Regions from separate parts of the Mus musculus genome. Here all the other regions are linked to region 2. Evidence: chromatin contacts called from public HiChIP or PLAC-seq and promoter capture Hi-C data. All regions are on one chromosome and are shown on one strand. Each heading gives the region's core, a stretch centred on a gene start, on an enhancer-like site or on the middle of the called end of the contact. The rest is flanking DNA. Distances are from core to core; before and after follow the strand shown.

Region 1 (4,333 bases), core at 239-2,738, 60 kb after region 2:
CTCTCTCTCTTGTTTGGAGCTCTGTAGCCTTCCTCTCTTTGTAGACCAGGTTGGTGACGGATCCTCCTGCCTCTGTTTTCTGAATGCTGGGATTAAAGACATCCATTAACACCATCCATTTTAAACTAAATTTATAAAACTACTTCCATGACTAATTTCGGGTTTCATGCTTTTATTTTTCCCTTAACAACTTCAGCTGAGTATAGTAAAATATCATTAGAGGTCATGTTAATGCTAAGTAAAATGTCATTAGGAGTCATGTTAGTGCTATTAGGTTTTGTTTGTTTGGTTTTTGTATGTTGTTTTTAGAACAGCACTATTTATTTTATCCTAGGTGCTTAGACTATCTAGTCTTACGTTCTTGGTAAATGAAGCAGTGTCAGTTGGGTTCTATCTTGTGGAGTGGGCCTTAAGTCAAATCAGACATTTGTTGGTCACTCCCACAACTTTTTGTCACCATTGTCCTAGCATATCTTGCAGATAGGACACCATTGTAGATCAGGGGTTTGTGGCTGGCTTGGTGTTTATGTCTCTCCCCATATTTCTGTTTTCATCCTCATCTCTACTTGTTCTTTCTGTTCCCCCACTACCCATAATTATCTGTTTCCCTTTCCTGGAGAGAACTCTATGCACCCTCTCAGCAGCCCCTTTTTCAATACCTAATATTTGTGGTTCTAGTGATTGTAGCTTTGTTATCATTGCCTTAATAGCTGATATCCACATATAAGAGGACACATATCATATTTGTATTTCTGTGTCTGGGTCACCTCACTTGGGATGACTTCTTTTCTATTTCCAACCATTTACCTGATAATTTCATTTTTTTTTAAATGCATGAGTAATACTCATAGTTTATTGAGTTCTTTACATATTTTGGATATTAGCTGTCTACCAGATGTGTAGTTAGTAAAATTCTTTCCTCATTATGTAGGCTGCTGTTTTGTCCAAATGATAGGGGCTGAGAGTAAAAAAGTTAAGAGGGGAAGACTTGTGTGACCACTGGAGATGAGGGCAGATAGGAATGGAATGCCACAATAGGTTACAGAGCTGGGGATGAGACTGGAGGATTGGAGTGCAGGAACAGGGGGAGAGGTAAAGATATGAAGTTAGTTTATCTGTTTCCATAGCAGGAGTGACCTGCGGCTTCCCAGGGAGGACCTGGATCTTGGGCCTAAGATAATGCAATGAATGGAGGGAGGGAAGTTATGAGGAGTTAGGTTGCCTGTGATCCACTGGAGATGGGAGTTGGGGGGAAGGGAGGCTCCAGCAAGTTTTCTGCTACTAAGCTGGGCATAAAGCTGGGGACTGGACTTTTTTATTGGTTATTTTATGTATTTACATTTCAAATGTGTTCTCCCTTCCCAGTTTCCCCTCTGCAAATCCCCTATCCCATACCCCTGTCCCCTGCTTCTATGAGGGAGCTCTCCCACCCACCCGCTCCCACCTCATCGCACTAGCATTCCCCTGTGGTGGGGCATCTAATCTCCACAGGACCAAGGGCCTCTCCTCCCATTGATGCTAGATAAAGCCATCCTCTGCTACATCCAACTGTATATGTAGCCTCAAGTCCCTCCATGTGTACTCTTTGTTGATTTAGTCCCTGGGAACTCTGGGGGATCTGGTTGGTTGATATTGTTGTTCTTCTTATGGGGTTGCAAACCCCTTTAGCTTCTTCAGTCCTTCCCCTAACTCCTCCATTAGAGTTCCCTGTTCAGTCTAATATTGGCTGCAAGCATCTGCATGTATATTGGTCAGGCTCTGGTGGAGCCTCTCAGGGGACAGCTACACTAGGCTCCTGTCAGTAAACACTTTTTGGCATTAGAAATAGTGTCTGCATATGGGATGAATCCCCAAATGGGGCAGTCTCTGGGTGGCTTCTCCTTCAGTCTCTGCTCCACTCTTTGTCCCTACATTTCCTTTAGACAGGAGCAATTTTGTATTAATATTTTTGAGATGAATAGGTGGCCCCCATCTTTCAATCAGGGATGACATTAGCTGAAATATTCAACAAAGGGGAGAACCTGTAGAGACCATATCCAGAGGTTAAGCATGGCCCCTGGTTGAGGGATTCTTTTTGTCTAGGAGGCTGTTCATCATAAGATATTTTGAGCACTGAACCAAAACATTCAATTAATTATTTCAACAATGCCCAATACTGGTGTATAAAAACTTTGTCTGCTAACTTTAAGAACTTTCTTTTCTTTCTCTGTTGATTATTTATTTACTTTACAGCCTGGTTGTAGCTCTTTCCCATAATTTTTTTTCTCCCAGTCCCACTCTTATACCTCCTCTCCCAGTTCCCCTATTTCCTCCTCAGAGAAGTGGAGCCCCCCCTTCCATAGGTACCCACCTATCCTGGTACATCATGTCACAGTAGGACTAAGCTCATCCTCTCCCATTGAAGCCAGATAAGGCAGTGCAACTACGGGAAAGGGATCCAAAGGCTCAAAACAGAGTAAGAGACAGACCCCCTGCCCACTACTATAATTGTTAGGGGACAACATGAAGATCAAGCTGCACATCTGTTACATGTATGTAAGAGGCCTAGGTGCAGCCCATGTATACTCTTTGGTTGGTGATTCAATCTCTGTGAGCTCCCATGAGCCCAGGTTAGCTGTCTCTCTACATCTTCTTTTGCTGTTCTTGACCATTCAGCATCCCTCAATGCTTTGCCTTACTCTTCCACAGGATTCCCAATGTTTCACCTACTGTTTGGTTGTGGATCTCTGCATCTGTTTCCATTAACTGCTGGGTGTAGCCTCACAGAGGACAGTTATGCCAGGCTCCTGTCTGCAAGCATAGCAGAATATCATTAATAGTGTCAAGGCTTGACTCTCTCCCATGGAATGTGTCTCAAGTTGACCATTCTTTCAATATCTGCTCCATCTTTATTCCTGCACTTCTTTTTAAAAAAAGATTTATTTATTTATTATATGTAAGTACACTGTAGCTGTCTTCAGACACTCCAGAAGAGGGCATCAGATCTTGTTACAGATGGTTGTGAGCCACCATGTGGTTGCTGAAATTTGAACTCAGGACCTTCAGAAGAGCAGTCAATGCTCTTAACCACTGTGCTATCTCTTCAGCCTGCCTCCCGCCCCGTCATTCCTGCACTTCTTATAGGCAGGAAAAAATTTAGGTTGAAGATTTTGTGGAAGGTAATATAAGTTACTATGTAGCTCAAACTGGCTTTTAACCCATAATTGTCTTGCCTCATTTTCCTAATTGCAAAATAATGGATCTGTACCACCATGTCTGACATCAACTTTTAAATTATCAAGTATTAGTACATTATTATTAACATTATTGAATTTTTTCCAATGGGCCTTCTCCTCCAAGTCATATTCCTTTCATCATCATACTAATAACTTGTATGATGTTTCAGGTATGTTTATACTTTATTTTCAACTTGACCATGTGTTGAAATGTCCAAGTCTACCAGGATTGTTTTCTTTCTTTCTTTTTTTTTTTCCTAGAAAAGGTACCATTACTTTCATTCCAAAATACCATAATGGGCATGGCAACACATTTGTTCAATCCAAGCACTTGGGAGGTGGAGGAAAGATGATTAGGAGATCAAAGATAGCTTACATTTGGGTCTAGAGAGATGGTTCAGTGCTTAAGAGAACTGTTGTTCTTGCAGAAGAACCAGGTTCAACTTCTACCTCTCACATGGTGACTCACAAACATCTGAAACTCCAGTTCCTGGGAATCTGGTACCTTCTTTTGACCTCCTTGGGTACCAGCCTTGCATGTGAAACAAATACATACATTCAGGCAAAGCATTCATAATGAAATAAATACAATTGGAAAAATAAAATAAAAGTTATTCTTGCTATATTAATCATTTTTGAGGCTAGTCTACGTTGTGTGAGATCCTGTTCAATAACTACCCAAATAACACATCATGTCAACAACTCTGAAATAGCGTATTTCAAATATTGTCTTTCTTTCATTCAAAACTAGTGAAAACATAAAAGACATTTATAATGATCTTTCTGCACCACATTTTCTAGTCATCATATTTATCATCATATATCTACTTTCTACCTGTTATCAGTTTCAGGACATAAAATGATTCTTGGTGACTTGTTGTCTTAAGGTTATTTTTGTGGATTTATTAAGTTCAGTATTTCAACAAATACATTTTCTTCGTGTCTTTGGGAGAAAAACACATGAAAACCAAGAAGAGGGAAGACCAATGGGTGAATACATCATTCCTCCTTAGAATAGGGAACAAAATACCCATGGAAGGAGTTACAGAGACAAAGTTTGGAGCTAAGACGAAAGGATGGACTATCCAGAGACTACCCCACCTGGGGATCCATCCCAT
Region 2 (4,519 bases), core at 474-2,973:
GTGTGAAGTCACTTGAGTAGGTTCAGTAGGTCTTAGGGTAAGTGGTTTGTTTAACTCCCCAGGCTAAACGCTAGGGAAGATGGGACAAAACTCGAAAGGATAGGCTCTGTCAGGGTGCGTTTTAGATTGGACAGATGGTTTGGTAATCTGTAAATCAATTTGGTTTGTTGTTTGTTTGTTTGTTTGTTTGTTTGTGGCAGGATGTCTATTTAGCCTAGAATGACTTGAATCTCAGCATCTCACTGCTACCTTGCCACCACCAATCCGGGCTAGTATTCTTTGAAACGGATGGTCTGCTTTTTCTTTAAGCTACAGGAACAGAAAAAGAGTTGGGGGAGGGGACACAATGAAGCAGAGTCTCACTAGGTAACTCTGGCTTGCTTGTTGTATGTAGACCAGGCTAGTCTTGATCTCACAGTGATCTGCCTGATTCTGCCTCCCAAGTGCTGGGATTAAAGCCATACACCACTAGGCTGGGGCCTAAATTTTTAAGTAACTGTTTAAAAGGTTAATTTCCTTTTCTGATTAGACTTTCAGCTTAGGGAATGGAGACTGTTGTTGAAGCACTTTTAAATACAATTAGCTCTTTCAACAACTGAAGCAAAGCACATCTCAAAAAAGGCTGCAGGGACCCGGCTTGCCTAGTTCCAGTAACAATTAGCAGCCCTCAGCACTCTGTTTTAACCGGATTTTTTTCTAAGCATATTATTCTTTTCTTTTCACCAAACGTTTAGGTCTCAGACTCTGACACTAGAGGGCAAATGGAAGATTCTCAGAACAGAAAGCTGCTACTTAAACACCTTCTGAGACTAGAATAGGTTCAGGGGGCACTTCTGTGGGCCAAAAAATTAAAAAAAAAATAATAAATAAGGAGACACCTCAAGTTTCAGTAATAAAGATAACGAATGGTTTGGTTTGGTTTTCTATGTAGCCCTAAATATCATCTTTGAATTACAAATCCATTAAAGTCACTGTTTTTCCTCTGGGTGACCTCTGTTATTACTGACTTCCCGCGTGGCCCCTTTTAATTCTTGCTAGATTCTCTCCAGGCGGAGTACTAGCTCTTTTAGAAGGTAGGCGGCCTGCAGTGGAGTCCTGCTCTTCCAGGTCCCGGATTTATTGCTACTCTCCACCTGAGGGAGGCGCGCAGTTCTGGCACCCTTCTAAAGCCAGGACCACAGTTCAGCATTGGCGGGAAGTTCTCACGACCAGAAACGTTCCCTACTCTTTTTCTGGTCTCTAAACGGGTGAGCCTGTCACTCCAACCTCGCCCTTTTGCTAACTGGGAAAGACTGGAGCTTCTGGCTCAATCCAGTCTCAAAAGGGCCCGCCACCCCGCGCGAAGAAGGAAGGGGGGTGGAGATCGTGGGGGGAAAAAAACCAACTGTTTGAGCTTTCGCTTGTCGTTCTAACTTAAAAAAAAAGGTGAAAAGGCAAGAAAACTGGATTTCCTGCTGGTCACGTTGGAGCACTAGGCGTCTGCTAAGTGCGTGGACTCCGGCACCCTAGAGGCAGTCAAAGCCGGCAGCATACGAGGGCTTCGGGCAAGTTCGCGGGCCACGCCTTCCGAACCGGCCACCTCCCCTCATTGGCCTGACAGCCTGTCACTCCAACCTGGCTCCCACTTCGGGTAACCATTCACGTAGTTTGGTTGCGTCTTGGCGTGTTTAATGTTGCCAATAACGAGAGATTTTTTTTAGGGGGAGGGGGGACGCGAGTACATATCGTGCTGCAATTAGTTCATTGAAAACTCAGTCGCTCGCGGAGCGGTCAGGCAGAGACTCCTCTCGGCTTTTTTCCCTCCTGCCTAAGGATCTCCAACGGAGAGCTGCAACAATGCCCAAAAGAAAGGTAAGTGAAATGGGAAGATAGACGGGATATTAGCTGCCGAAATACATATTTCCTACCGCAGAGATTTGTATCTTTTTGAAAGATCATTTTGGCTTCTAGTTTGATTTTATGATGTCCTGAATGGAAGGCGAGGGAAAGGTAGCGATCCGTCTGTGTTTGGTTTCAGAAGGTCTCGTATGCAACTGGTAGTTCACTTTTGGCTTGTTTTGTTTAAGGGAGAGAATCGTTTGAGAGGTGTCTCCATGCTGAATTACAAACAGCCATAGCGCTGTGCTGTCGCTTCCTACCCCACCCCCCTTCCTCCGCTTACCCTATTGGAGAACTCTTCTCCCAACCACACTTCCAGCGCCAGCTTCCTCCTCTACCTCCCGTTTTTCTCAGAGAACCATCCCGTTTGGGGGAACGAAAGCCCTGGCTTTCTCTTGTTTTTTGCCTTTGTTCTTTCCGTTTTCTTTTTTTCCTTTTTCCCCCCTCTTCCCTCCTCCACTTCTTGTCATGCCAGATGGCTATGCAATGGTAATCCTGTGCCATTAGGCGGCGCAGACTTCAAACTGTCCTAGAGAAGGGAGAGATTCACCGCTGTAATTAGAAACTTTAGATCTGAGAGATTTGGCACTCTCGGAACTCTCTAGTTAAAGGTGGAAAGGTGATTAGAGAGCCGCGTCCGAGAAACTACTAACAGCGTTGGATGGTGGGGTGGCGTGAGATTAGTTCACTTTAGACATGGGGAGTTGATCCGAGCTACCAAGGGCTACAGGTCTTCTGTAACCCTTCACTTCAAAATTCCTGTCTCCGCGCACATATAAGTTGAAGCTCGGTGTTTGTGTGTTCCTCCACCACCCCTCCCCCTCCCCCGAGTATCTTACAACTAAAATGGAATGCTATTTCATTGCTTGGTGAAATCATAAAATGAAATACTGTGTTAATGTAAAAGCCTTATGATTGTTTATATATTCTTGTGAATCCGTCCGCCTTCCGTATTCCTAGAACATAGAAATGAGGCTGAAATTCCTCAGTGCTCTGGGGCTGTATCATTGAAATAATAGCCTGGTAATTCCCAGGGTAAAGGGCTACTCAGATACCGAAAGCAATTGTTTCTAATCACCACCCCCCTTCCCGAGACTCCTGCCGCCAGGCTCTTTTCGTCTTGTGCAATGGATCTTGCTATTTTGCAGAGCTGACAGCAACCTTGTAGCAGGTAGTGGCGGGAAGTTTTAAAATCCGCCTCCTGCTTCTCTGAACAAAACGTTAACGTTAGAACAAAGACCTCCTTCCTTGAAAGTATGGTGGGACTGTTGTTTTGTATGCAGAACTTGAGGAGGAAAATAGTCCATAATCAGTAGAGCTGGTCAGATAGATACAATTGCATAGCAAACATAAGGCAAGAAAGGGAAACTGCAAGAAGCTCCGCCTTCCTTCGTCCCGCCCAACCCTTGTTTTGGCTTTAACATTAGAGCAGGTGGATTTCAAAATGAAAATGGTGTGTTCTTAAGAGGCCTTATTTATTCAAAAAGGTTACACTGACTCTTTGTAAACAGGTCTTAAGCATGACCTTGCATCTTGGTCCACGTTTCATATTACTAAAACAGTAGGTGTTGAAGAGGGGCTAGAAGCAGCACGTGGTTGCTGGACCAGGAGCCCAGGGAAAAAGTCACAAGTGTCTAAAGTTGGCGACATTTTCTGCTCTACATGTTTATATTGATGATCCTCTTTCTTTCTTTCTTTCTTTCTTTCTTTCTTTCTTTCTTTCTTTCTTTCTTTCTTTCTTTCTTTCTTTCTTTTTTTTTTTTTTCTCCCCCTACATAGGCTGCAGGTGATGTGAGCCAGGAGGTGAGTGTCTTTAGTTTGTGAGTTTCTCTGGGGGGAAAAATGTACCCATTTTAGAAACTAAAGACACATAACTAGGTAAAAATGCTGGTAGTTATATTTGTACCACATGAGCACTAATGCTGTGTCTAGTGCTGTGTCAAAGTACACTAAAAAAAAAAAAAAGATAGATGTTTTGCCTTTCGGACCCTACTGTGCTTGTCATAAAATCCAGAGAGCACCTTCTTAGGCTCAAATTCTGTTTTGTCAGTCAATTGGTGAGCAAGAAGGTATATTTTCATTTTAAAATGTGCTCCTTGGAAATAGCCATTTTGCTGATTTATCGCAGTGAAAGAAGCTTGCCATGAGATTTTATTCCCTTTAACATATGAAAGGTTTAGGGGTTGGATCAGATATGTCTATGACATTTCTTAACAAAATTTATAATCATTTCCTTAATAGCAACATTTACATAGTGCTACACCAAATATTTTCTCAGGAAAAATGATTCTAAATTGTATAATCATAATTCTTTTGGCTATTTTTTTTTCACTTCCAGCCAAAGAGAAGATCAGCCCGACTGTCTGCTGTAAGTGATGTTTATAAAATGCTGCCCATGTATCATGGAATCGAGTTTTTAGATTTGGGAAAGCCTGCATAATATTATGTTTAATACAGGGGTTATTTGGAAGGTTTATGGGAGAAACTTTACACATTAAGGAAAGGGTTCTTTTCCTAGTGCTTGGTTTAAATCATACTTATGGATTTCATTGTTAGTGCTCTTTCTTCGAATATGATTTCTACCTCGTTTCTTATATAATGACATTTTCTGATGCAGATGCCTGTGCCCTTTACACCGGAG
Region 3 (4,216 bases), core at 865-3,364, 61 kb before region 2:
ACAGATTAAATAACACTGTGCTGGAGAATGATAGTAGTTTAGGTTTTATTTCTTCCAAAGAGTCTGGTGTGACTCCCCTCCCCTATCCTCCTATACACTTTATAGATTTTTTTTGAGGTTTTATTTTATATTTTATTTTGTTATGTCTTAGGGCTTCTGTTGCTGTAGTGAAACACTATGAAGAAAGGACAAGCTGGGAAGGAAAGGGTTGATTTGGCTTATACTCCAAATTTCTGTTCATCATCAAAGGAAGTCAAGACAGGAACTCAAACAGAGCAGGGACCTGGAGGCAGGGGCTGACTCACAGGCCCTAGAGTGGTGCTGATTGTTGGCTTGCTTCCCAAGGCTTGCTCAGCCTCCATTCTTATAGAACACAGGACCACCAGTCCAGATGAGGCACCACCCAAAATGGGCTCGGCCCTCCCACCTCAATCACTAATTAAGAAAATGCCTTACCACCTGATCTCACAAAGACATTTTTCTCAATTGAGTTTCCCTCCTTTCAGATAACTCTAGCTTGTGTCAAGTTAATATAAGGCTAGCCAGCACAAGTTACTATTACAGAATTTTGTGATTTTCCAAAAACAAGACAAAACAAAAAATTTTGATTTATGGTAAAGGAAGTTGATAAATTTTCAGTTATAATAATTTTCATATTTTCCTGATTTCTCCTCCCAATAGTACTAATTAAGAGTCTTGGTGCCTTGAGAAAAATTCTATTTTCTAAATAGCATAATTCATATTTAGTCTTTCCCAAGACTCTCCCAAACACATTTTACAGATTGTCAGTGTAATGATCAAGTTCATGGATCTAGAGATTGTCTTATGACTTTGGACTAGATTTAATTATTATAAAATTCAGCTTCTACTTTTTGTGCAGAATGGTCATAATAATATTACCCAACTCCTAAAATGATAAAGCTATTAGATCATGCATGTTATTGCTTTTAGCAAGGCAGTAATGTAGTGTACAGTCAACACATAACTTCTTTTTAATGATTCTGTAAGTAACACACTTATGTATTGATATGATCTCATTAAGTAAAAGCTGTTTATAGTGTTGAATGTGATTTTCCATCATCTGTTCAGCAATAAACTCTGTGGCCAAAATATAAGATATAATAAAATTTACTAAGAAAAAAAAACACATAAACCAATTTGTACAATCATTTGAGTGTATTTCTAATATACAGCACTCATTATATATTTTAGAACTGAGTAGACATGATAATTATTTTCATAATAGCAAATCTTTTGTATGCATTTACTTACATAATTGCCACAGTTAAATGAAGTATACACTATTAATACCCATATCATCTGGGTTCCAGAAGCAAACTTTCAATGTTAAGGTACTTTCCCAAGAACTTTTAGATAATGTACAGTAGCGTGAGTATCTTGGGTTTTAAAAAACAATCTGCTTTTTTCCTTTTATTAAAAATTGATTTTTCATATTGTTCTGGGAGTACTGCTTAACCAATACCCCCAGAGCTCATGTCTCTAGCTGCATATGTAACAGAAGATGGCCTAGTCGGCCATCATTGGGAAGAGAGGCCCCTTGGTCTTGCAAACTTTATATGCCCCAGTACAGGGGAACGCCAGGGCCAAGAAGCAGGAGTGAGTGAGTAGGAGAGTGGGGGGGAGGAGGGGAGGGGGGGCATTTGGGATAGCATTTGAAATGTAAATAAAGAAAATATCTAATAAAAAAAGAAAAAATATTTTTTATCACATAATATATCTTACTTACAGTTTCCTGTCCCTCTCCCAGTTTGTCCCCACCTCCTGCCCCCCTTTCTGTCTCTCATTAGAAAACAAACAAGCTTCTAATAAATAATAATAAATACAATATAATATACAAAAAACTAATCCAAAAAGACCCAGACAATCAGAAGAAAAAGAGGCACAAGAAACAGATCTACTTGTTCTCACACTCAGGAAACAGAACACTAAACTGTGAACCATGACATATATATGCAAAAGGCCTGCTGTAGACTATTTGCTGCTTCGGTTTCTGCATTCCTATGAGCTTCCATCATGCTGATTTAGAGGGCCTCTTTCTCCAGGTGTCCTCCATCCCCTCTGGCTCCTACTTTCTACTTCCTCTTCGCTAGGGTTCCCTGAGGCCTGAGGGAAGAATTTGAATACATCCTGTTTACTGCTGATTGTTCCAAGGTGTCTCACTCTGCACAATGTCTGGCTATAGGTCGTCATACTTGTTCCCATCTGCTGCATGAGGAAGTTTCTCTGAAAACGGCACTCATCTATGAGTATAACTTAATGTCATTAGGAATCATTTTATTGCGTTTTTTAAGAGCAGTAGTATTGGACTGGAGATACGGCTCAGTGCTTAAGAGCACTGACTATTTTTCCAGAGGTCTTGAGTTCAATTCTCAGAAGCCACGTGGTGGCTTCAGAACCTTCTGTAATGGGTTCTGATGCCCTCTTCTGGTGTGTCTGAACACAGCTACAGTGTACTCATATAAATAAAATAAATAAATTTTTAAAAGAGCAGTAGTATTTAGTTTTGACTTTACACTTGATTCCTGGGTTATCTAATCTCTAGTGTTTGGTCCCATTCCCACGAAGTGTAGGGGATAGAAATCATAAAGCATGTTTAGCCTTTCTCAAAAGCTTTGTGCCACTAGCCTATCTTGCAGTCAGGACACTATTGTCAAAGCTTTTGTGGCTGGGTTGGTGTTTGTTTCTCTTTTGGTAATGTGTAGAGCACCAAAAATGCTAGAATGTAAGGTGAGGCTCTATATAGGCACCAGCTCATCTTCTCCATGTTCAATGAGTTGTGGAGGTACTGTCTTCAGCAATGAGGTCTTGCTGTCAGTTTGTACAGAACAACCTATAATCTTGGCAACAGCCTGGGTGGTTTGGCACTTTCCATGGGCCCCCTTTAGCCCCCCTTAATCTTTGACCAACTACATTAGATGTAATCCAGTAAGTGGAATTGAAGCGTCATTTGATGACAAAAGATAGCCAGGTAGGGCTCTGACTCTCCTATGTTTTGGCAATTTCATTTAACACACCTTCGTTATATATTATAAATTTCACATATACAATATATACTATATGACATATATAAATTATATATAATATATGTAACTGTAGTGGCTATTCCTGGTTGTCAACTTGAATATATCTGAAATGAACTACAATCCAGAATTGGAAGGCTCACCTGTGATCCTAATCTGGAGGCTGGGAGATACAAGTTTCTGACCTGGATTTTGGTAAGGAGAACTTGAGGCATAGTGGCTATGAATTCCAGAAGATTAAGACAAGGAGATTTCTGAGTTCAAGCTCATCTGGGACAAAGCAAACCCCAGATCCAGGCTTGGTGGCACACACCTTTAATCTGGCCACACCTTCTGCTGGATACCTACATAAGGACATTGGAAGAGGGAAGATTTATTCTCTCTTCTTCTCCTACTTGCCATGTAGGACTAAGCAACTGCTAGATCCTTGGACTTCCATTCACAGCTGCTGTTGATTATTGTTGGGGAGTTGGACTACAGAGTGAAAGTCATCAACAAATTCCCTTACTATATAGAGACTACCCATAAGTTCTGTGACTCTAGAGAACTCTGACTAATACAGGTACCAGTAGCTGGTACCAGGAGTGGGATGTGTCCACTGTGGGGTATATGCACTTTGAGGTGTATACTCTGAGGGGTGTGTACTGGCTGGTTTTGTGTGTCAACTTGATACAGGCTGGAGTTATCACAGAGAAAGGAGCTTCAGTTGAGGAAATAACTCCATGAGATCCAGCTGTAAGGCTTTTTCTCAATTAGAGATCAAGGGTGGAGGGCCCATTGTGGGTGGTGTCATCCCTGGACTGGTGGTCTTGGGTTCTATAAGAGAGCAGGCTGAGCAAGCCAGGGGAAGCAAGCCAGTAAGGAACATCCCTCCATGGCCTCTGCATCAGCTACTGCTTCCTGACCTGCTTAAGTTCCAGTTCTGAATAAACCCTTTCCTCCCCAACTTGCTTCTTGGTCGTGATGTTTGTGCAGGAAAAGAAACTCTGACTAAGACAGTTACTGTCATAGTTAGGGTTTTACTACTGTGAACAGACACCATGACCAAGGCAAATATTATAAGGACAACATTTAATTGGGGCTGGCTTACAGATTCAGATGTTTGGTCTATTATCAAGGTGGGAACATGGCAGCATCCAGGCAGACTTGGTACGGGAGGAGTTGAGAGTTCTACA

The links. Promoter capture Hi-C pulls out the DNA fragments that hold promoters and counts their contacts. HiChIP or PLAC-seq counts read pairs in DNA pulled down with a chosen protein or histone mark.
Region 1: an H3K27ac HiChIP or PLAC-seq map of extraembryonic endoderm stem cells shows a contact between it and region 2. The contact joins the enhancer-like site here to the promoter of Hmgn5 in region 2. A contact is called at or near these places in 3 of 39 promoter capture datasets (3T3-L1-derived adipocytes, cranial neural crest and liver) and 2 of 115 datasets of contacts at active chromatin or transcription factors (extraembryonic endoderm stem cells and trophoblast stem cells).
Region 3: a promoter capture Hi-C map of trophoblast stem cells shows a contact between it and region 2, with 2.7 times the contacts expected there. The contact joins the enhancer-like site here to the promoter of Hmgn5 in region 2. A contact is called at or near these places in 11 of 39 promoter capture datasets (the 3T3-L1 cell line, 3T3-L1-derived adipocytes, the C10 cell line and 6 more), 2 of 15 datasets of contacts at CTCF or cohesin (pro-B cells and stem cell-derived epiblast-like cells), 32 of 484 Hi-C or Micro-C datasets (the G1E-ER4 cell line, Sertoli cells, adipose-derived mesenchymal stem cells and 15 more), 7 of 115 datasets of contacts at active chromatin or transcription factors (bone marrow-derived macrophages, embryonic stem cells, epiblast stem cells and 3 more) and 3 of 9 other capture datasets (adipose tissue, embryonic stem cells and liver).

Annotation. Positions count from the first base shown.
Region 1 is chrX:108,950,421-108,954,753 of GRCm38.p6, reverse strand. No RefSeq gene overlaps it. Among named protein-coding and RNA genes, the nearest start is that of Gm23322, 57 kb to the left of the region's middle. Within about 2 kb of position 1,488, at least 1 of the 459 cell types and tissues checked has an H3K27ac peak or open chromatin away from gene starts, as enhancers often do. A contact at or near this core is called in extraembryonic endoderm stem cells, where this site is marked.
Region 2 is chrX:109,010,584-109,015,102 of GRCm38.p6, reverse strand. It overlaps Hmgn5 (high-mobility group nucleosome binding domain 5), which reads left to right and starts at 1,723. Exons shown (of 6, transcript NM_016710.2): 1 at 1,723-1,851; 2 at 3,658-3,681; 3 at 4,217-4,246; 4 at 4,496-4,519. The coding sequence starts at 1,837.
Region 3 is chrX:109,072,004-109,076,219 of GRCm38.p6, reverse strand. No RefSeq gene overlaps it. Among named protein-coding and RNA genes, the nearest start is that of Sh3bgrl, 21 kb to the left of the region's middle. Within about 2 kb of position 2,114, at least 5 of the 459 cell types and tissues checked have an H3K27ac peak or open chromatin away from gene starts, as enhancers often do. A contact at or near this core is called in trophoblast stem cells, where this site is marked.